4 separate regions of the Mus musculus genome follow, and all the other regions are linked to region 1. Evidence: chromatin contacts called from public HiChIP or PLAC-seq and promoter capture Hi-C data. All regions are on one chromosome and are shown on one strand. Each heading gives the region's core, a stretch centred on a gene start, on an enhancer-like site or on the middle of the called end of the contact. The rest is flanking DNA. Distances are from core to core; before and after follow the strand shown. Region 1 holds the start of Mef2d (myocyte enhancer factor 2D). Region 2 holds the start of Trim46 (tripartite motif-containing 46). Region 3 holds the start of Thbs3 (thrombospondin 3). Region 4 holds the start of Fam189b (family with sequence similarity 189, member B).

Region 1 (5,078 bases), core at 1,843-4,342:
CCCCAAGGGTGCACTGCACACCTTCCCGTATGTGTTCCATGACCTGCTGCAGACTGCCATGTGCAGCTGAGCCCACAGGAGCCCACAGGAGCCCCTCAGCAGGATTTCTGGGGAGGGGGCTCAGAGGTCAGTCTTCTCACAGCTCCAGGACAACTCCTCAGAATATGTTTTGTCCTAGGCAGGGAGAGATGAGAAAATATTCCAGGAGCCAAATAGCACCGGCCCACTAGGCCAAAGGTCAACAGCCTTTTTAGCAGAGTCACTGGAGAATGCCTGAGATTCCCCTCTTTTTCCTGGCCAAGTTAAAAGCTATCTTTTCCCTAACCTGGTTTCAATGGAAGTTCTGATATCCAGGCTCCATCCAGCCTTCTCTTAACTGTGTAGACAATGTCAGCCACCACACAGCCAGATGTCTGCTTATATAGCACAGCTTCTAGCAGCTAATGCCACCCCCTCCCCAATGAGTAAGTCACCAAACTAGGACAGGAGGACAGAGAGGGTTAGCTGGACTCTGGCCCCATAAAAGCCACCAGTGATTACAGCGATGCGGAGGCTGTGCGGCATGCGACCATTCCTCCTTCCCACTTCCCTGTAAAGGGAGATAATTTTCTCAGGCCAGGTGTCCTGGCCAAGGTCTCAAGGTTTGGGGAGAGCCCACCACCACAGATCCACAGCCCTAGATCTGACCCTGGCCGATGGCTTTGGGCCTGCCTCAGATCATCAGCCCCATTAGGGAACCTGGACAACACCAACTGTACTTGTGACTCATAGTGTCCCCCTTGTCTGCAGCTCTTCTGTAGGCCACACAATTGTCTAGGTAGGGGACAGAGAAGTGGAGGCAACAAAGAAAAAAGCCAGCCTACCAACTCAACTCTAGTGTGGACCTGTGCTAGGCCAGAAAAACCATGGAGAACAGGAAACTCAGTTGGCACAGAAGATAAAGCTAGGAAGATGGACAGACCTCCAGGCCAAGGACATAAGGGCCAAGGATGCTGCAGCATAGGCCCCTTTCCAGAGCAGGGTCAGAGCAGGGCCTCAGTGAACTTAAACCCATCCCCCGGTCCAGCTCCCAACCTGGAGAGACTGCCTCTACCTTTCAACACACCACCAAGGAAGACCAGGAGAAGAAAGAAAAAAACCTGCTGGAGAGAGATTATATAACGGCAGCCAGCCAGCCTGTCACATCGCCCAGCCTAGGAGGTGCACTAGAAGCTAGAGAGCCAGAGCAGAGAGCTGGGGCCCTCCAGCCCCATATCACCACACAGAGGGGGATGGGCAACCTGCACCTGCCTCCTGTCCAAGTCCCCCACACCCTGTTCCAGCCACTGGGCTTAGCAGAGGCAGCACAAGCCCTGTGCCCATCCCCCAACACGAGGCTTCCCATACTTTCTGTCTGGGTCCTGTTTCTTCTCTAGGCTCACGCCTGCATGAGCAAGGCTTGTTGTGTCTTTATTCTTAATCTTTAGAGTCTCTCCCTACATGAAATATATGGCAGAAAGAGGGAAGACATAAGTCTGATACAAAAGCTGAAGTGTGACCTTAAGTAAAATGCTCTACCACTTTGGTAAGTATGGGAATGAATGAAAGCTCCTGACTCCCTAAAAGTACACGCAGCAGTCACACACAGGGTCTATGTATGAAGGGCACAGCAGTCACAAACAAAGAACATGACCACTGAAATCCCAAAGCCTCAGTGTCCATTTCTGGGGTATATGGGAAAAGTGCTCTACAGAAGCTCCAGAATTCCCCAACCACCCTACATAACAAGGTTCTCAGCCACTCCCACAATCATCCCACCCCACCCCCATCCTGGAAGACGCAGGAAGGAAATTCATTCACAGGCAAGGCCATGGGAGTTGGGACAGCCAGGCTGAGCACTGGGGCTCGGTGGCCAGAGGCCAGAAGCTGGGTGTCTGAGAACACTGTCAGGTAACTCGCCAATGCTCCCCTCGGCGGATACCTACCGCGGATACAGGGAGACGAACAGAAGGTGGACAGCTCCCAAGGCCAAGCGCACTCAGTAGGCTCCTCTCCGAGATCCGGCCAGAGCAGCCCAAGGTCACCGTCCCAGACGGCAAACTTCCCACAGTCAGGCAGCTCAGACCCACTGAGGGCTAGGGGGAGGGGTAAGATCCACCACTCACACAGCCAAACAGGCCTCGGAGGAAACTCACACGGGTAGGGCAGGAGGGAACGGGATCCACCCACTGTACTCCCCTAGCCTGGCCCCAATGTGCCGGTCAGTCGTAGGCAGAACTGGCACTCAGGACAAGCTGGGTAGTCCAGGGCCACTGGGAACCCCGAGGGCTCGATGGAATCTCTGGGAGGCCTCCCTGCCCCATCTCTGAGGTGGGAGGCCGGGAGCACAGTAGTCCCTTGGGCCAGCCTCACCACTCGAACCCCACTCGCACTGACTCGGCCCGCACCGCACCGTCCAAGAGAAAGGCCTGGAGAGGTCCTGCCAGGTGTTAACAGCTGCAAACTACTGTCCAGGGGTTCTCCAGCCGGCGTTGCTGACACGCCCGACCAAGGGGGCCCCCACGGGCGCGAAATCGCGGCCGGAGCCACGTGCGTTGCGCCCGCCAAGGCGCGAGGCGACGGGGGCTCGGGTACCAGGCGCGGCTGTCACAGCAGACACCCCAGCACCAACACTGCCTCCGTCGCCCCGCCCGGACCGGGACGCTCGTGCCAGGGCGCCCGTACACCCCTCGCGCTCCAGACCACCCTGAGCCCGGCCGCGCGGCGTGGGGGAGGGGTTCTTAAAGGGGCCGACGCGCGTCGTGACTCACCAGCCCGTGGGGGGGACGGGGTGTCACGGCGCCCGGAGCCTCGGCCCGGTCCGCCGAATCCTCGGTTACGCGAAGCCGCAGCTCCGACGGGAAACAGCGAAGGCGCCGCGTCCACGCGGCCTGGGCGGCGCCACAGGGCCGGGACCCCCTGGTGCGCGCGGGGGCGGCGGCGGCGGGCGGCAGGCACGCAGCCGAGCGCCCAAGCCGCCTCGACGGTTGTTGATATTTTGCTTCCTTCCTCCTTTCGGGCTCCAAAGGCAACTCCTCCAGCCCCAGACTCGAGGCCGACGTAGGCACCGCGCAGCCTAGCTTGCGAGATGGGAGGGGGGGAAAAGACGAGAGTGATGGACAAGCAGGGGGCCAATGGGAGGGCCCCGCAGGGCTGGGGGCGGGGCCTGGCAGGGAGGCCTGGGACGCAACCCCGCCCCCTGCCCGCGGCCTGCGCCCCACCCCTTTGGGGCGCGCGACCACGGCGCGTGGAGCCCAGATCCCTCCGCCTGCGGGACAGAGCGAGGCTGCGGGTACCTCAGCACCCCAGCTCCAGAGTTGGCAGGGATCTAAGTAAATAAGTTCTGGGGAGATAAGAGTGTTGGTAGGCCCCAGCTCCTACACTTACTGTGTGACAAAGCTCCGAAGCCAGATCGCGCTCTCTTATCTCGTGGTTACCTGGGGAGCTCCGCTGCTCCCTCTACCTGTGACAGGTCCCCTCCTTTCCCCTGACCCGGCTCGGTTGACGCCCAGACATTTAAAGCTACAGTGCATAATTCTCGGGTGATCTAATCTTTTAGTGCCTGCGGGCCCCAGCGCACTTAACTACGGAGGGGGCAATTTAAAGGGGCGGGACCCCAACCACTACCTCCCTTGCCTCACAGGAAACATCCAGAAGCCTTGTCTTGAAGAAATATAACTCTCTCAAAAAAAAAAATCTTTTAAAATCCCCGACGGCCTCTGGGCGTGGTGAATTTTTAAGTGCTTCACAACAAGATTGTGCGCTCCATTGCTTCTGGACCTTTAACCCGTCAGACTTCCTGTCCGCATCCTGTCACTAACAAGTCCTCGGCTGGCTCTACCTGGAGCTTGAGGAAATGACAGAGTCTGGCGTGGACTTCAAAGCCTTAGCAAAACAGAAGCAAGAGGTTCTTCAACAAGCTAGGGTCTGCTTTACTGAACAAAGTCCCTGTTCTGGCTTCTTGTGGGAGAGATGAGAAGAGGCGACAAGTGGTGGGTTAGAAAATTTATAATCTCGGAGTCAGACTGTTTTGGTTCAAAATTTTCCACTATTTCTGAAAAGAGCAAAGCACATCTCTTAACTCTCCATCCTCTTGGGTAAGCTGAAGGTGGTAAGGCCAGGTACATAACTTGTGAATTTGGTGTGAGTTTAGTTCCCAGTAGACTAGTACAGTGCCTCGTGTTGCACTGTATGACCCACACGGGCTGCTCAGCTGAAAATGAGCCCTTTTAGGGCCTGCGTGAGTTCAGAAAAGGCTCATAGTGGGCCAGTTCAATAGGACTATTCTGCAAAGAGCTTGGAGGCATATATGTACCTCCTTAAACAGGAAGCACGTAGGCTTCTAGTCCCTCGGCCTCCCTTTTCAACCCTTCCACTTTGCCCCTCCTTCCAGAAGCCTGATTTATGTAGGATCACACATGGTCCCCAAATGTTGCTCCTTAGTTTTCCTAGTAGTATGGGGGGTGGGGGCACAGAGCTGCCAGTACTCCTTGAGCAGTCTGGTTTGCCCCCAAGACTTGAGTGAAGGCATCTGCCCTTCCCCAAGCCCTGGGAGAACACAGCCTTGTTCCTGCTTGTGGCTATGGTGGGAGCAGAATGGGAAAGTGCCCTCCCCGTGGGGAACCTCCCCTCACTTGTGGCCTCTATTTTTAGTGCTTCCCCAGGCTCTAGCTGGAGAAACCGTTTAGTCATCAGGGTGTTTATTTTTCCGGCTGTTTCCCGACGTCGGGAAAAGCAGAATGTTGAGACTGGAGAGATTCAGGGCTGCTGGAAAAGACGTCTTAGGAACAGGCCTGGGAACACAGCCTTCAGGCCATTGGGTCCCAGCTTGTAGGAAAACAAAACAGGATGGGCCCGGGACAGCTAAGCCCTCAGGAGTGTTCAACCTGCCTCAACCTTGGAGGCTCTCCAAGCTAGAGAACCTAACTCAGTTTGTTTCTCAAAACATAACCAAGGCCAGAAGAAAATTTTTTTCCCAGAATCCCCCTCCCCAGCCTCTCCCTAACTAACTTGGTGAGCTTCCAGCGAGCCATGATCCCAGCCAATCTCAAATATGAGGC
Region 2 (5,078 bases), core at 1,282-3,781, 1.1 Mb before region 1:
CTTCTCTAAGAGGACAGGATACGGATGAGAGGGTGGAAGGGGCTAAGAGGTCCACTTGTCCAGCTGGAGCCAGAAAGGAAGGCAAAGAAGAGGATTTTTTTCTTCTCACTTCAAGACAGGTTTCACTGTGTAGCTCTGGCTGTCCTGGAACTTGCTCTGTAGATCGCGCTAGCCCTGAACTCACAGAGACCTGCCTCCCTCTGCCTCTAGTGCTAGGATTAAGAGCCTGTGCCATCACTGTCTGGCTGAAAGACAAGGTTTTTGCCTTCCAACAATTTCTTTCAGCATATAAGAAACACATGGGACAGAGTGGAAGAGACAGAAGCTCTGGGCATTGCTGGGCGGAAGCTCTGGAAACCTCCAACAGGGCCGTGAAGACAGCAACAATGGCGGGCTTCGGGGTTTCTGGGTGAGTCTTTCACGGGGCCACAACTGCTTGCTTTTCCCAGCATGTGGCTTTCCAAGTGGCTCGGTCCTGATGCCGACTTTGTTTTATGAGCCCTATTCTCCATCAGATCTCTATATGAACCATCTAACAAGAATTATCACACACAAAAACTGATCTATCAGGGCTGGAGATGTGCCTCCATTGGGAGAGAGATTGCCTAGCATGTTCAAGGACCTGGGCTTAATCGCCAGCACCTCATAAACTACATGAGGTAGTGCTAATCTCAGGACCTGGGAAGTGGAGGCAGGAAGATCAGCAAGTCAAGGGTTTAGTCATTCACAGCCACACAGGAAGTTCAAGGCCAGTGTGGGCTACAGAAGGGAGGAGAAGAAAGGAAGAGAGAAACAAGCGGATGCAGAGAAAGAGAGTGAGCTCTAGCGGTTATTCTCTATTCTCCTTCTGTCAGGGGTCCTGCTATTGGTAACATCCCAGTGAACACAGACTTCACAATCTCCTCCAGCAGCAGTCAATAGTGCGGGCTCAGTTCCACATCAGAATCCCTCAGTGGGCTTGGTTTTGCTTTCTTCTCTCACAGGGACAAAGAACACCTTCTCCTGGATGCCTATCAGACATCAGCCCAGGCTTGACTGTTCACTTGAAACCTGTCCTGAGAGCAGACCAGGTTGGCCTTTTTCTTTCTTTTCCTCTCCCTCCCCTCCCCTCCCCTCCCCCCTTTTTGTGCTTCTCTTCCAGCTCCAATAAAATGCTTAATCTGAAAGCATCTTCTGTCTTCAAGATTGTGTTAAGCAAATGTATTTCTCCTTTATCATCTAAGCACAGGGAAATTCGGCATCATGTTTGGGAGAGGTTTAAAAAAAAAAGAGTCCAGTTAACTATTGAGTTTCACTTACTCTCAGGGAAGATTTTTGCTTGGAAGCCTTTACCAAAGACCAGATTCTCCAGATTATTGAAGGCCTGGGTGATGTAATTAAGGAGAAACTCACGCAACAAGATAGGAAGTAGAGGGACTGCAAAGCCCTTGCCACCCACTCCCGCCCATGTTCTGTTCATACACCCCCGCCTCCCCTTCCAGCGCGAGGAAGATACAGTCAGGGAGAAGACGAAAAGGCCGGAGCCCAGCAGGCCCCCCTGAATGGTGAGCCACTCGGTGGAGGCCAGCTGGCGGCTGTAGATCTGCATGCCAGCGAAGAGCAGCAGGGACAGGAGGGAGGACAGCGCCAAGGAGGTCCCGGTACCGACTACTATAAATGAGAAAAAGAGTCAGGCTAAGATTCAGGCAGATTCACTCCGGAGCTTGGCTCACCAACCACTTCCAAGTGACCCAGCCCCCACCCCACAGCGACCTCCAGGAACCACCCGGCCCTGCACACCCAAGTTCCCGCCTGTCCGGAGGAAATGCTAGTTCCCAGGACACGTCAGCTTTACCGAGGCTACGGAGAAAAGAGGACCACCCCAACGCCCACTCCCGCTAGAGCAGCCCGGGCATCCCGCCGGTGCGGTTACCCATCACGCCCCGTCCGTGGTCCAATCCGTGTCCCTGGAGAAAGAGGGGAGCCAAAGCCGGCGCGGTTGTCTGTACGCAGGCGTCGGGGCCAACGTGGACTTGCTTTACTTCTTCCTCTACGCGCCTTGGGTGCAGCGCCCTCTTGTGGCAAGGAGGAAATAATGCTTCTAAGAGCATTCTAGGCCACCGCCCTGCTTGGTCTCCAGCCTTCTGTAGCCAAGGCATCTGCTGTCTCTCTGGACAAGCTGCACTCATCTTTCAGTCATGATCCCATGGCCTAGAGTCACCTGTGCCTTCATTGCTATTCATGTCATCTCCCGTACAACTTCCTCAGACCTCCCTGACCCACTATAATTGCCTCAACAACTCCCGAAGATATGTGCCACCCAAGATGTAGCACCGTCCACCTGGAGTTGTTCTTCTGAAACGAGCTTCGTGCTTTATGTGAGTAGTATGACCAGGAATCGATGCAAGCTTCTAATAGGAGGAATGGTTCCTACCTCAAATACCCTCCATGTTACCCACCCCCTAGACCGCCTTTGGAGAACCACGTGGGAAGAACTATTTCCCACCCCCTACCTCGACGGACGCAGTTCGAAGCTAGTCCCTGGAGCATGCGCAGTGACATCTCACCCTCCCCACCCCTCCCTTCACCCCACCCGGCTCCTGCATTAAGCCCCGGGTTCGCAGCAGCAGCCAGGATCGGGCACCCGGGGGCGGGCGGGCACAGTAGGGCCATGGCTGAGGGTGAGGATATGCAGACCTTCACTTCCATCATGGATGCACTAGTCCGCATCAGTGTGAGTTAAGGTGGGGTCAAGGGGAAGGGAGGGGATGTAAAGGGTCGGGGCAAGCCAGACCCTTGAACAGGTGGGGGTCCAGGAAGAATATGGATTATAGAGAAGGGATTAGTTAAGACAGAAATGACTGGGAGGGCGGAGACGCAAGTGTGGAGGGATCCTGGGGACAGCCGAGTGGTGAGACTCCCGTTTGCTGGGGTGTAGGCAGCGAGAAGCTGCCCGGACCCAGCGGGTAGGCTTGGGGTAGCTGCCAGGCGTGCACCAGGGCTATGAGAAGGGGCATGTGTGAGCTTGGATGTTTTCCAAGAAACTGAGGACAGGTGTGGCGGGGGGTGGGGTGGGGTGATGAAAAAACCGCTCCTGGGTGCAGTTCCCAATTTGGACCCCTCCCGACCACCCCCCCTACCGCCCCCAACCCCCCCCCCCGCTAGCTGCCGTGCAGCCTCCCGTTGCCATGGTAACCCGTGCCCGTCTCTCCCAGAGGCGGTGCCAACCCTGCTCCCCCCCACCACTTCCTTCCCCCTCCCTCCCTCTCCCTCCCTCCTTTGTGTCAGCTGCGCCCCTGACCGGGATGGCTGCGAAGAGAGGGACCAAGGTGAGGTGTGGGGGTGGGGAATAGCCAGAAGACCCCTCACCAAAAGGGGGAGGGATACTTCCGGTGGGGAGGGGGCAGGTAGGCGGGGCGCTCCTTCCTCCCCCACCCTAGATTGAGCAAAGGGTTGAAACAGGCCGAATTTCTCCACCAGACTGGGTCTGATAGCTCTAGTATAGAAGGCAAAGAGAGATGGGTTGATTTGGGGAGACTGGAAGAAATAGAATTGAAGAATGGAGGATGGGTGCTGGGGCGCCGGCCAGTGCCCAGCCGGTTCAGAGAGCTAGCGCACCCTGGCCGCGGGGAGCAGTCATGCGTCTAAGGGTTGCTAGAGAAAGGGGCGGGGGACAACACCCAGCTGTAGAATGGGTGGTGCCCTTGAAATAAATGCTATTAATCCAGAGATGGAGGGATGGAGACAGGTGAGGCGGGAGGACTGCCTGCCAGCACTGCTGCAGCGGGAGTGATGGGGGTGGGGCGCGATGGTGGGGGAGGCCAGAGCTCCAACTGTACCTTCTTGGTGGACCTTAAGCTCCCCAAGAGGGGCGCTGAAGCAGGAGACAGAGAGCTGGGGAGGTGTGTGAACCAACGAAGGCGGGTACTGGGCCAAAGCAGTAGGTAGCTTGTGCTGCCCTTCCTGGCAGCCAAGGGACCGGGCTGAGATTTGCCCAAGTGTCCTAGCTCTCACACAACCTCCTGGTCCCTCCACAGACAAGCATGAAGAACATGGAGAAGGAACTGCTGTGCCCAGTGTGCCAAGAGATGTACAAGCAGCCACTAGTGCTGCCTTGTACCCACAACGTGTGCCAGGCCTGTGCCCGGGAGGTTTTGGGCCAGCAGGGGTACATAGGCCATGGTGGGGATCCGAGTTCGGAGCCCACTTCTCCTGCTTCCACCCCTTCTACCCGCAGCCCCCGCCTCTCTCGGAGAACTCTCCCCAAGCCAGATCGCTTGGACCGGCTCCTTAAGTCAGGTGGGGCTGGGGCCTGTGGGATGGGGTGGGGATGTAGAAAGATGGAAGAGGGTCAGGGGCATCTGTCTGTCATTCTGGGGTGGAGCTTCTTACTGCTTGTCTGAAATTCTAATGAGAGCTGATCTCTGGCGCAATGAAATTAATTCCACGTTTTAATTGATCAGATGTCACCCACCCCAGCCAGCTGTAATTCTCACCTGTGCCTCCTGGGTCCATCTACAGGCTTTGGGACATACCCTGGGCGGAAGCGTGGTGCCTTGCACCCCCAGACGATCCTATTCCCGTGCCCAGCCTGCCAAGGCGATGTGGAGCTGGGGGAGAGGGGCCTTTCCGGGCTTTTCCGAAACCTGACCCTAGAGCGAGTGGTGGAGAGGTACCGCCAGAGTGTGAGTGTGGGAGGAGCCATCCTGTGCCAGTTGTGCAAGCCCCCACCACTAGAGGCCACCAAGGGCTGCACAGAGTGTCGAGCTACCTTCTGTAACGAATGCTTCAAGCTCTTCCACCCCTGGGGCACTCAGAAGGCGCAGCATGAGCCCACGCTACCCACTCTTTCATTCCGCCCCAAGGTGAGCCAGTTCTTGCGGGGGTCTGAAGTGGGAGGGGCTACAGTGGTGCTGAACCAGAGGTTGGAGATGACTGGCATGTGGGGTTCTAAAGAGGGCTAGGTAAGGTTTTGTGTGTGTGTGTGTGTGTGTGTGTGCGCGTGCGCGTGCGCGTGCACGTGTGAGACAGGGTCTTAGAGCTGGAGAGAGGCAGCTCTCTGATTAAGAGCTCTTCCAGAGAATCACATTTGTTTCCCT
Region 3 (5,078 bases), core at 1,839-4,338, 1.1 Mb before region 1:
TTTCTGATCTACACCTCCTACACATGAGTCAAGGATAAAAGACTTGGAGTTGGGGGGAGGGGGGCGGTTGAAAGCTTCAGGAATGGTCAAGCTAAAGGAAAGTGTTAACTGGGGAGGAGGTCAGAAGGATCTGTTACCTGCATTGTGAATGGAGTCGTCTCCTTGGAATGGACATTCACTCAGGGCTCCTACCCGAGCCATGGATCCACCCAGAATAATTTTCATCGATTCCACAAAGCCCTAGGGGTCAGCAGGGAGGCAGGCAGATCGAGCAGCTCCTCTTGGTGCTACAAACCATGTTCCCCAAACCAGAGGTTCCTTCTCACCTGCATCCTCAGATAAGCCTTTTGTCCAGTTCTAATCTCCAGTCCACTGACCTCTGCTGGAGGGATCGGGGCCAGTGCTGGAAGGCCAGCATGTTGGTCACCCAGTTTACAGTCCACATACAGCTGCAGGCCAGGGCTGGGTCGAGAAGGTCCTCGGAGTCGCAGGAGAGCCGTGTGTGTGCGCCCATCAGCCAGGCCTGCTTGCTGTAGGTTCACTGCATGGACTTTGCCATCTTCCCGCTGGTACCGCACCAGCACTGCCCAGGATTGGAGGTCAGTATGTGCACTAGCCCCACCCCATGTTCCAACTGACTTCCATCATCTCTTCTATATACCAATATGCCACCCCATGGCTGTCTGTCTCTTTGTTTTTTTTGAGACAGGTTTATCTGTGTAGCTCTGAGTATACTGGAACTCACTCTGAGGAACAAGCTGGCCTCAGACTCAGAGATCTGCCTGCCACTGCCTCCATCTGCCTGGAATTAAAGGCGTGTGGCATGACAGCTCAGAGAGAAACTACAAATTAGGTTAATTCCTAATGTGTAACTCTCAACACCTTGTATGTAACAGGTGCACAATAAATGCTTTTCAGCCAGGCGTTGATGTGACAAGCACTCACAGGACCAGGCATGTGGATCTCTGAGTTGCAGGCTGGAGCTACATGGAGAAACCCTATCTTGAAAAGTAAATAAATGTATAAACAATGAAAGTAGTAAATGAATGCTTTTCAAATTGGCCTTAGATGACCTTATTCTCCATGTCTAGGAGACTATCCTTTCCCAAGGTGGCAACTAGATCTGTACCCACTGAACTTTAGCAAAGATCTGAGTGGTACAGTCATTGCTGGGACACAGAGCTGTCTCACCCTCCCTGAGCATCCCAGCCTACAACCTGCCATCCATCCCTATAAATACCAGCCTGACCCAACTGTTTGAGTTCCTCCATACCAGTAGCCCTAGTAGAGGTCATGGAGAATAAAGAGGCACCTGGGAGAGGGCATGAGGGAGACTGCTCAAGGGGTCATTGATGCTGGAAAGGGGTGCCCACCAGTCACCTTTGTTGATCTTGCCCACAACAGAGGCCTCCAGCCATCGTGTGTTGTCTTGGCGAGAGTAGAGGCCAAAGAGGACACCACCTTGCTTTGGAGGGAGGCGGAAAGTGGACAAGAGGTAGATATCCCCAGCAGTGAGTAAAGCTGTCCGAATCTTCTCTGCCACAGCTACCATCTGCCTGGATTCGCCCACTGTCAGCAGGTCAATTACTGGCCAGATAGGGATTTAAAAATTAGAGGAAGTGGTTGGAGTCTGAGGTAGGCCTGCCCTCTCTCCTGAGCTCTCAGAGGTGAGGCATCCCTTTTTTTTATGTTTGTTTTTTTTTTTTTTTTTTTTTTTTTTTTTTTTTTTTTTGAGACAAGGATTTTCTGTAGCCCTGGCTGTCCTGGAACACACTCTGTAGACCAGGCTGGCCTCGAACTCAGAAATCCGCCTGCCTCTGCCTCCTGAGTGCTGGGATTAAAGGCGTGCCCCACCACGCCCGGCTGAGGCATCCCTAATTATCATCTTCCTACCTCTGAACTGCATCCTCAAAACTCAAACTCTTTAGGGATGCTGGTACATGCCTGTAGCCTCAGGCTGAGAGGACTGCCTCAAGCAATCAGGCAGCCTCCGCTACTTTAGACCAGGCTACAAGACCCTATCTCTAAAAACAAAACCATTGGCCCTTTTTTTGTTATCAAGGCAATGCTTCCCTCCCAGCACCTTCTATTGCTTCCAAAGCCTTGGGAACCTATAGGCTTAGAGCCCACTTACAAATACCAAAGCCACTCGCAAACTTCCTATGTCCCACCAGGTGGCGCAAGGGAGACATTGCTGACTAGAGTCTGGAGTGGCACCTGGTGCCCACAACTCAGGAACCAGGAGTACCATCTCTCCATTGCTGGGTTTAGCACACTCCAAACCCTGGGGCCGGTCCTCCCATCCCAGGGGCTCATCACACACATCTTACAGCCGTCCACAAAGCGCTCTGACCCTCCCATCGCTGTTTAGTCTTTCCCCCCTGGGAATGTAGGACCCAGCCAGCATCTCTTCCTCCTGTGTCCTGGCCAATCTGTGGTTTCCCTTCCAGCCAGTAAAGAATCTTTGCTTGTGTCATCTGCTCCTACCACCTCTCCTACACCACCCATGGGCCATCCCCCCACCAGACCTCCGGGAGAGTTCAAGCTGCCCAATCCCCACCCCCGCCCTATCTTTTAGAAACCAAGAGCCAGAGTAAAGGGGGGGGGAACCAAGCCCAGGGTCCCCCACCGTGCAGTCACCATCAATCAAGCTGCTTGCCCAGACTATCCTGTTGATGCTCTGAGACTAACTCTGTCGTGGAGTCCTCCTGGATCCATCCTGGTCTCAGTGCCTGACACTGCACCAATCTGCACTCACCCACCACTCTGGTGCCCACCCCTCCTACATTATCACCAACCCTTCACTCTTCGCAGTGTTAACTTTTCTCTCCAACCCATTTCAGGACTCTTCCCTCTCTCTCAAACTCACATGTGGTCTGTTATTTGCCTGGGGGCAAAAGAAAGGAGACAAAGAGGTGTCAAGGGGGATGAATGCAGGCTTACCCTGAAGGTCCTGACTGCCACACGTGTAAGAGCAGAGGAGGAGGAGAGCCAGGACACCCCAAAGTTCCGGCTTCTCCATGCCGCTTAGCCGGTTCACTACCCCTGGCAGGCAAGGCGACTGGGAGGGAAAAAGACTAGGCGGAGAGCAGGAGCAGGAGGGGGGCGGAGGGACTGAGGAGCGAGCTGGGGGGTTGGGGGGGAGCAGGCGGGTAGGGGGGGGGGTTGAAACAAAGAGCTGCCAATCACCTTGGAGGCATCACCGGCTCCCGAAACCAGAGGCACTGGGAAAGAGTCCCAGAGCTTTCCTTGCCTCCTGCTCCACCATAATGATTTTCCTCAAAGATGCTTCCCTTTAGCCTGACATCTGGTTCTTGGGAGCTTTCAACTTAACAGCGCTACCAAATGCTACTGTTCTCTGCAAGCAGTGGTTGGAAAAGTCAGAATCCCCTGCCTTGGGCAATTCTAGGTTCTAGGCATTATTTCACGGTTGGCGGAAATGGATGTCAGTGGACCATCCTTTGCTACAGTGCCTAGAAGACTACGTACGACACGAGGCTTATTGATGTGGCACAGCAAAAAAAAAAAAAATTTTTTTATTACGGTGTGTTGCGTCCCTGACATGTGCCCATTCCTCCATTTCCCCTCACTCTTGGGAAAATAGAAATCTGGAAGCACCGACGAGAACTTGATGGCTTTCTAAGACATCAGAAAGGGGAAAGCATCACCAGAGGCTAGAGCCATAAACTAGAAGACAGGAGCGAGGATGGGACTGGGGAACACTGGATACCGCGGGATGGCCCTGTCCGGGGTGAACCCGAGGGGAGCTGGGGACCGACCAGGAGTTCCCGTTACGAAGGCAACTGCCCGCGAGCCGCACCTCCCCTTCCCCCACTCAGGCCCCAGCCGGGCCTCAGCTCGGGCGCCGCCACCGCCCCTGTTTTGTTTCCATGGCGACAGGCAGCGCGAGGCCCTCTCCAAACATAACGCGCAGTGGAAAACATGCGGCTCGGGGGACCCCCCCGCGGCGTCCGCTCAGGGCTGAGACCTGAGAGGGCCCGGGGTTGTCGGGGCCATGTGCAGTTTGGCAAGTGCCCCCAGAGACCGACAAGCCGCACCAGATGCCCCTCTCCCAAGCCCTCCGTGTCGCCGGCGGTTCGTGGCTACGCTCGGCAGAGGCGCCGCGAAAGTCCCAAGCGCGTCTGGACGGCGGCCCTGCTCCCTTACGGGGGCCGCCTCAGGACGAGCCCGCGGCGCTCCCCAGAAGGCCGATGCCCCACCTCTCACAGCCCCGCCGCGGCTCAGGCCGCCAAGAGCCACGCCTCCCCAGACCCCAAAGCCCCGGCGGCCAGGGAGGCGGGGACCAGGGGCGGTTCCTGGCGAGAGAAGGCCGACGCATACGAGAAGGTGCTTCCGGGTCAGAGAGCGTACAAGATGGCGGCGCCCATGGAGCTGTTCTGCTGGTCAGGGGGCTGGGGATTGCCGTCGGTGGACCTGGATAGTCTGGCCGTGCTGGTGAGGGCTCATGCACCTGTCCTCTGATCTCTGGAGAGCCGGAGTGGGTGCTCGAGCTTTGCCGAGAACCGAGACGCATGCGTCTTGAGAGAAACTGAGGCAGTCGAAGGCCGATGTGGGCTCCGCGCCTTACGTCCGGATTTCCTAGGATCGATTTGTGTAGCAGTGGAAGTAGGCTTGGTCAGGGCTTCAGAAGATGGGTTTAGACCTTGCCTATCCATTTATTGGCTGGGTGACCTTGGGATAACCCCTTCTGGACGATCTCTTCTTTTTCCGCTATGAATCCATTGAATCTCGTTTTCGTAGACCAGACAGCCCCACAGCCAGACTGTGTAGGAAGACCTTTAGAACTAGGCAGACTTGCTTCTCTTCATTCAACGTCTTCGGGATTGCAAAAAACATTTATTATGCCTCTTAGAGTAAAAAACATTCCCTTGCAATACGATTTTGACCCTTGTATTGAAATTGTTAACAGAAAGGCAAACATGTAAGCAAATAATGAAACGATCACGTGTATTGATGTAAAGTAGAAACAGAATACAGAGACTGTCAAAGTAAATCAGTACTTCCAGGAAGAGGGAAGTTAATTAGGAAAAGCTTTTGTGAATAGGCTTTACAGTGTA
Region 4 (5,078 bases), core at 1,610-4,109, 1.0 Mb before region 1:
CCCTGTCTCAAAAAACAACAACAACAACAAAAAAGAGAAATACTAGTTCATCTCCCACCCACCTCAGCAGCTCTAGGGCAGATCAAAGATGCCAGCAGGCTGGTATCCTTGCAAGCAGCCGTCTTGGCTCCATGCACTGCTCCCAGCTACACCAAGCTCTTTCCTCACCTGGCTGTCTCTTCGCAGCCCCATGACGGCCTCGTAAGAAGGGGGGCAGTCAGTAGGATACAAGGGCACTGGGCTATCCATGGAGCCATTATACGTGATGCTGGCAGGATGAGGGAGAGGATCAGGGTCTGGAAACTAACTCCTACTCCACAGCTATGCCTCCCAGCAATCCAGTCCCTCCCCCCAGCAGCCCCTTGCTCCCCCACCCCCACCTCCAGCCTTACCTTTGTGCATCTGTCTCTGAACTGCAGGTGTACTCTGGAGGGTAGTAGGGTGGTGGGGGCACAGGCGGGACAAATTCCTCCAAGTCCAGCATGGTGTGTAGGAGAGGAGCTGGAGGCGAGGATGTACACGCCAGGGGCCCTAGGGGGCCTGAGACTGACCGTTCAGGGGCAAGCTGCTAGAGAGCAAGCCTGGTTTCAAATTTCTTCCCTTTCTGCTATTTTTATGGCCCTACTTCCACCAAGAAGATCCAGTTCCACCCTTCCTCAGCCACACCCAGCTTCTTCATCCTGCCTCACGCTGAACCTCCAGCTCTGGCTTTGTCCACCCATATATCTCTCCTTTTCTAGCTTCACATCTATCCATAATTGTCACCTGTTCCCTGTCACCATACAACTACCCATCCTTTATCCCCTCCTCATCCTAGGACCTTCCAGATTCCACCCCATCCAGTCTTCCTCACTCTCCCTTCAGCACTCAACATCCCCGAAATAAATATCCTCAGGTCACCTGTAGCTATGCCTGGCAGGCCCAGGCCCAGCACACACACACACACATACACACAAACCCAGCTCCCACCACCCCTGTCTGCTTGGGCCTTGGCTCCCTTCTTACCATATGCACCAGATCCAGGGAGAAGATCTGGACACAGCAGACAATAGCAGAGAGGGTACAGATTATTGCAGCACAAATGGTAAGGCCACAGACACTGAAGAGCAGGTTCTGGAGAAGATAAAGGAGAAGAGTAAGGGGCCCGGGACAGAAAAACCTTACACACTTGAGCCTTTGAAAACTCCAGGAGGGGAGCAAAGGAGACCCAAAATAAGAGTGTAGGGGGAAGGGCTGGGGAGGGCTTCTTCACCTTGAGGGCCCCTCTGGCTTCATCACAGGTGGAGTTGAGGGCAACTTTCAGCTCCTGGCCCCATTCTGGGCAAGGTCTGTGTAGGGGGATAGGTGGGCAGCATACACAGACCTTCCCTTCCTGTGTGGGAGTGCAAAGGGCAAGGCAGCCCGGGTCAGAGCAAACTCACGGCTTCCTCCCATCTCTCCTAACCCCTTCCTTCCAGGTTTCCCTCCTCAAATCTCACCATGGAGCACTCTCGGAAGTCCCGAGCCAGCTGAGCATTCTTACAGGAGAGAACAGAGCCAGCCATGCTAAGCATGACACAGAGCACCGAAAGCAAGGAGAAGAAAGAGATCTGAGGGAAAGAAGGTGGCATCTCAGGGCTGGGACCTTCAGCAGCATCCCTCTTCCACAGAATGAGCCACCCTCTTCTCAGACAGCTTCTGCTAGCCTTATACCAACTGGAAAGCTCCTGGGAGGCATAACGGGGGGGGGGGGGGTAAATCCCCTTCGCTGCTGGGCACCTGCTTCCTAGTGGGCATCGGGCCTTGGCACCTACCACTAGAGTGAATGGCCGCTTCCAGGACACAATGCCAACCAACCCGGAGAACGCCAGCTAGGGACAGAGTGGGCACAGGCTCAGCTTGGCAGGGGAAGCACCTAAGTGAGCCCCTTGCCACAGGATGCACCCAGCCCTGCAAGGAGGGAGAGGACTGGGAGAAGAAGGAAAGACAACCATGTGGGCTTGCAGGTGAGGAGGGATGGGGCCTAAGAAGCTTCCCCCACCCCAGTACTATATACTCTTTGGACCCCACTCACCGAGAACCCAGCCCAAGATGGGCAGGACCTCTTGATGCTCTCGGTGGTGGTGACAGAGGAGGCCACCATGCTGAAGGTTATCACCAGGATGCCCAAGAGCACCTGGGCCAGCCCCAACGTGAGCAGGGCCTGGAGCCAGGGTCGGTGGAGGCGGAGGTGGGTAAGGCCCCGGGTACTGGGCCGGCTGGTCAGCGAGCGACTGGAGTCACTGGGCGAGGGCATCATGCCTGCCGCCCAGTTGCTCGCACCTCGCTCGGTCCCCCTTGATACTTGTGAGCATCTCAGAAGCACCCAAGCCCTGGTTCTTTATCCTTTCCACAGCCCTCGCTGTAAAGCCCACCTCCTGGCTAGGTCCTCTGGGGCATCGCCCAGGGACGCCAGCTGGAAGGAGGCCCAAAGGAGGGGCGTCACGAAGGGACAGTGAGGGGCTCCCTCCCCACCACCAAACGGGTACCGTGCCCGGGGAGGCGATGAGGACGCGAGGGCACCGGTTCATTGCATTTCCTTAATGAAGAGGGGTGCCGAGAAGGGCTGATCCCAGACTGAAGAGTAGCGTTCCGGAACCCAGGCAAGGGTGGGGAGGGCAAAAGCGAGAGGGATGCAAACAAGTCTACAGAGAGGGGGAAGGTCTGCATGCAGGAACTAGAGGTGCGTTTGGCCATTCAGGGCCGCCTGGTGGGGAGAGGCCGTGGAAACTGTCTCCAGAGTCGCAGACCCGCTCCCCTCCCCACCATGCTCGGCTTCCTTAGCTCCTCCAGCTGCAGCAGGTCAGCCTGTGGAGGTGGGGGATGGTGGATGGTGCGTGGTGCGGAGGAGGGGTGTGGTGGGTGGTGCAATGCATCCCGGGAGCTGTAGTCTGAAAGCAACCCTGGGGAAGGGAGGAGATAGGGAGAGGCCCTCCTCCATCCCTAGCCTCGCCCTGAAGCCTGAGCAGTTAAGGATCATTTCTGGGTCCATTTTCTGCCCCACAGGTTCCCGGGATGAGGTGTTCACACCAAAAGGGACTGACTGCTCATTCATCATTAACAGAGGCATGGTAAACCGAGCTGGGGCTCCCCCATCTCCCGCCTATCAGCCTGCCCACTTTGCCAAGTGCAACCCTCTCCTTGCAGAGTGTTTCCACCCCAGTTCCCCACTCCATACAATGGCCCAATCTCCAGTAAAGATACAGGAAATGGGTGAGTTCCAGTTACACTTTTTTTTCTTTAATTTAAATAACGGAAGAAGACATCCTTGGCACAGCAGAAGGAAACTGGGGTTGGGGTTGTGTGAGAGGTGGCGGCAGCAGTGTGGCCAGATGGGAGATAAAAGGCAAATAATGACTGAGTCACAGCGGGCTCTCCACACCTCAAGTCAGGATTAAAGTCATGGCTGTGGAATGAAGAGCCCCATAGAAGTCACCAAGTGGTGATGGCTCCCTGAATCCCAGAGACTTCAGGGATAGGGACTATCTTGGTTCCCACAGGTGACAGGCCCAGGGCATCCCAGCGGGTGCAGCAGGGGTCAAGGGGCCCTGAAGGCATTTTCAGCAGCTCCGGCAGCTGCATTGGCAGCAGCAGTTCGAACCGCAGGGTTGGAGAAGACACCAGCAGCAAATTCTTGCTGGGCCTTCTGAAAGCTGGCACCCGTTTGGCGGTACAGGGAGTGGATCTGCAAGAGGGAAGAGATTATAAGGGAGGCAGGCCCCTCCCATCCCAGGAGGATGGCACCACTCACTAGTCTCCTGCTTTGTACCGTTCCTTCTGCGTTGGCACTCCCTCCAAACACACAAACTCACCCACCCAAGAAAGTCCATTAGTTGATAACCCACCCGCCCTGCCCCATTTCCTTAATGTTCCACTCAGCAGCCCCTAGGGACCCAATGATCTCACTCCCCAGCCCCACCTTCTCCCGACCGGCCCTCACCCGCTTCAGCATCACGATTCCCAGCACTGCGATGCCGGTGAAGAGCAGGGCGACGAGCAGCATGAGCACCGCCACGGCAGGTTTGGATCCCACCACCACCAGAGCAGTCACCCAGCCGCTGTGGGAAGATGCACGGGTGAGGACCGACCACTCTGCCGGGGCTCTGCTCACCCGGAGTCCCCTAGGTCTAAGAACATGCTCCAGGCCCATCAACGGTCAGGGCCTCGGCCAATATGGCGGCATCCCATGAACCAATCCCACTACATCTATTCTCTTCATACTTTTCAGTCATTTCTGAAGCATCCGCTCCTAGCTCTCCTGGCATCCTCATGAAAAACAGATTCGAGCCAGGCATGGTGGCCCACGGCTTTAATCCTAGCACTCGGGAGGCAGAGGCAGGCAGATTTCTGAGTTCGAGGTCAGCCAGGTCTACAAAGTAAGTTCCAGGACAGGACAGCCAGGGCTACACAGAGAAACCCTGTCTCAAAAAAACCAAGAAAAAAAAAGAGAGAGAGAGAAAGAGATCCTTCTCACTTCTGGGCACTCCCTTGATCTTTCGTCCATTGTGACATGGCCTCTCCAGGAAAATTAATTTTCAGCCTCTGCCTGTCTACTGCTGTCTTGGCTCTAGCCATAGAGTGCCCTGACTTCAGTTACATTAGTCTTTCCCAAGGAAAAGACCCACATGACCCTTAGTTGGACAACCCCATTAAACTGAGTTGCCCAATGTGTGAGGAAGGGCTGAGGACGAATGGTAGCTCACACACCTGAAGCCCCACCCTGGGATGCCAATGGCCTGGAGGACAAAGAACACATCCTGGACGAAGAAAATGAAGAAAAAAACGAAGAAATTGAATGAACTATCACTCCTGCAAAGAGAAAAAAAGCAAGTGTGGGAGAATTAGAAAATGAGGTTCAGAGCAGCTCCCATCACCTCTCACTGCATCTCACTGTAGCCCTTCTCTCATCACCTCACTGCATCTCACTGCAGCCCTTCCTCCCATCACCTCTCACTGCATCTCACTGTAGCCCTTCTCTCATCACCTCACTGCATCTCACTGCAGCCCTTCCTCCCATCACCTCTCACTGCAGCCCTTCCTCCCATCACCTCTCATTGTAT

The links. HiChIP or PLAC-seq counts read pairs in DNA pulled down with a chosen protein or histone mark. Capture Hi-C pulls out chosen DNA fragments and counts their contacts.
Region 2: a contact with region 1 is called in a FOXA1 HiChIP or PLAC-seq map of pancreatic cancer cells. The contact joins the promoter of Trim46 here to the promoter of Mef2d in region 1. A contact is called at or near these places in 1 of 39 promoter capture datasets (embryonic stem cells) and 3 of 115 datasets of contacts at active chromatin or transcription factors (double positive thymocytes, pancreatic cancer cells and thymic regulatory T cells).
Region 3: a promoter capture Hi-C map of adipose tissue shows a contact between it and region 1, with 3 times the contacts expected there. The contact joins the promoter of Thbs3 here to the promoter of Mef2d in region 1. A contact is called at or near these places in 4 of 39 promoter capture datasets (hematopoietic stem and progenitor cells, liver, neural stem cells and 1 more), 1 of 115 datasets of contacts at active chromatin or transcription factors (regulatory T cell precursor) and 2 of 9 other capture datasets (adipose tissue and liver).
Region 4: an HNF4G HiChIP or PLAC-seq map of pancreatic cancer cells shows a contact between it and region 1. The contact joins the promoter of Fam189b here to the promoter of Mef2d in region 1. A contact is called at or near these places in 1 of 39 promoter capture datasets (pre-B cells), 1 of 484 Hi-C or Micro-C datasets (B cells), 1 of 115 datasets of contacts at active chromatin or transcription factors (pancreatic cancer cells) and 1 of 9 other capture datasets (liver).

What each region holds. Positions count from the first base shown.
Region 1 is chr3:88,140,386-88,145,463 of GRCm38.p6, reverse strand. It overlaps Mef2d (myocyte enhancer factor 2D), which reads right to left and starts at 3,092. Exons shown (of 12, transcript NM_001310587.1): 1 at 2,790-3,092.
Region 2 is chr3:89,243,350-89,248,427 of GRCm38.p6, reverse strand. Trim46 (tripartite motif-containing 46) reads left to right here and starts at 2,531. Exons shown (of 10, transcript NM_183037.2): 1 at 2,531-2,713; 2 at 4,017-4,278; 3 at 4,501-4,844. The coding sequence starts at 2,651. It overlaps Krtcap2 (keratinocyte associated protein 2), which reads right to left and starts at 1,990. Exons shown (of 5, transcript NM_025327.3): 1 at 1,913-1,990; 2 at 1,496-1,650; 3 at 1,300-1,363. The coding sequence starts at 1,916.
Region 3 is chr3:89,213,190-89,218,267 of GRCm38.p6, reverse strand. Thbs3 (thrombospondin 3) reads right to left here and starts at 3,088. Exons shown (of 23, transcript NM_013691.3): 1 at 2,944-3,088; 2 at 1,381-1,587; 3 at 327-583; 4 at 138-240. The coding sequence starts at 3,022. It overlaps Mtx1 (metaxin 1), which reads left to right and starts at 4,361. Exons shown (of 8, transcript NM_013604.3): 1 at 4,361-4,455. The coding sequence starts at 4,375.
Region 4 is chr3:89,180,924-89,186,001 of GRCm38.p6, reverse strand. It overlaps Fam189b (family with sequence similarity 189, member B), which reads right to left and starts at 2,859. Exons shown (of 12, transcript NM_001014995.2): 1 at 2,054-2,859; 2 at 1,794-1,850; 3 at 1,479-1,589; 4 at 1,253-1,372; 5 at 1,006-1,113; 6 at 393-568; 7 at 169-268. The coding sequence starts at 2,278. It overlaps Gm45927 (predicted gene, 45927), which reads right to left. Exons shown (of 19, transcript NM_001310017.1): 17 at 4,726-4,827; 18 at 3,959-4,076; 19 at 3,232-3,703. The coding sequence ends at 3,557. It overlaps Scamp3 (secretory carrier membrane protein 3), which reads right to left. Exons shown (of 9, transcript NM_011886.3): 7 at 4,726-4,827; 8 at 3,959-4,076; 9 at 3,232-3,703. The coding sequence ends at 3,557. It overlaps Gm16069 (a long non-coding RNA gene), which reads left to right and starts at 1,575. Exons shown (of 3, transcript XR_003954659.1): 1 at 1,575-1,985; 2 at 3,025-4,094.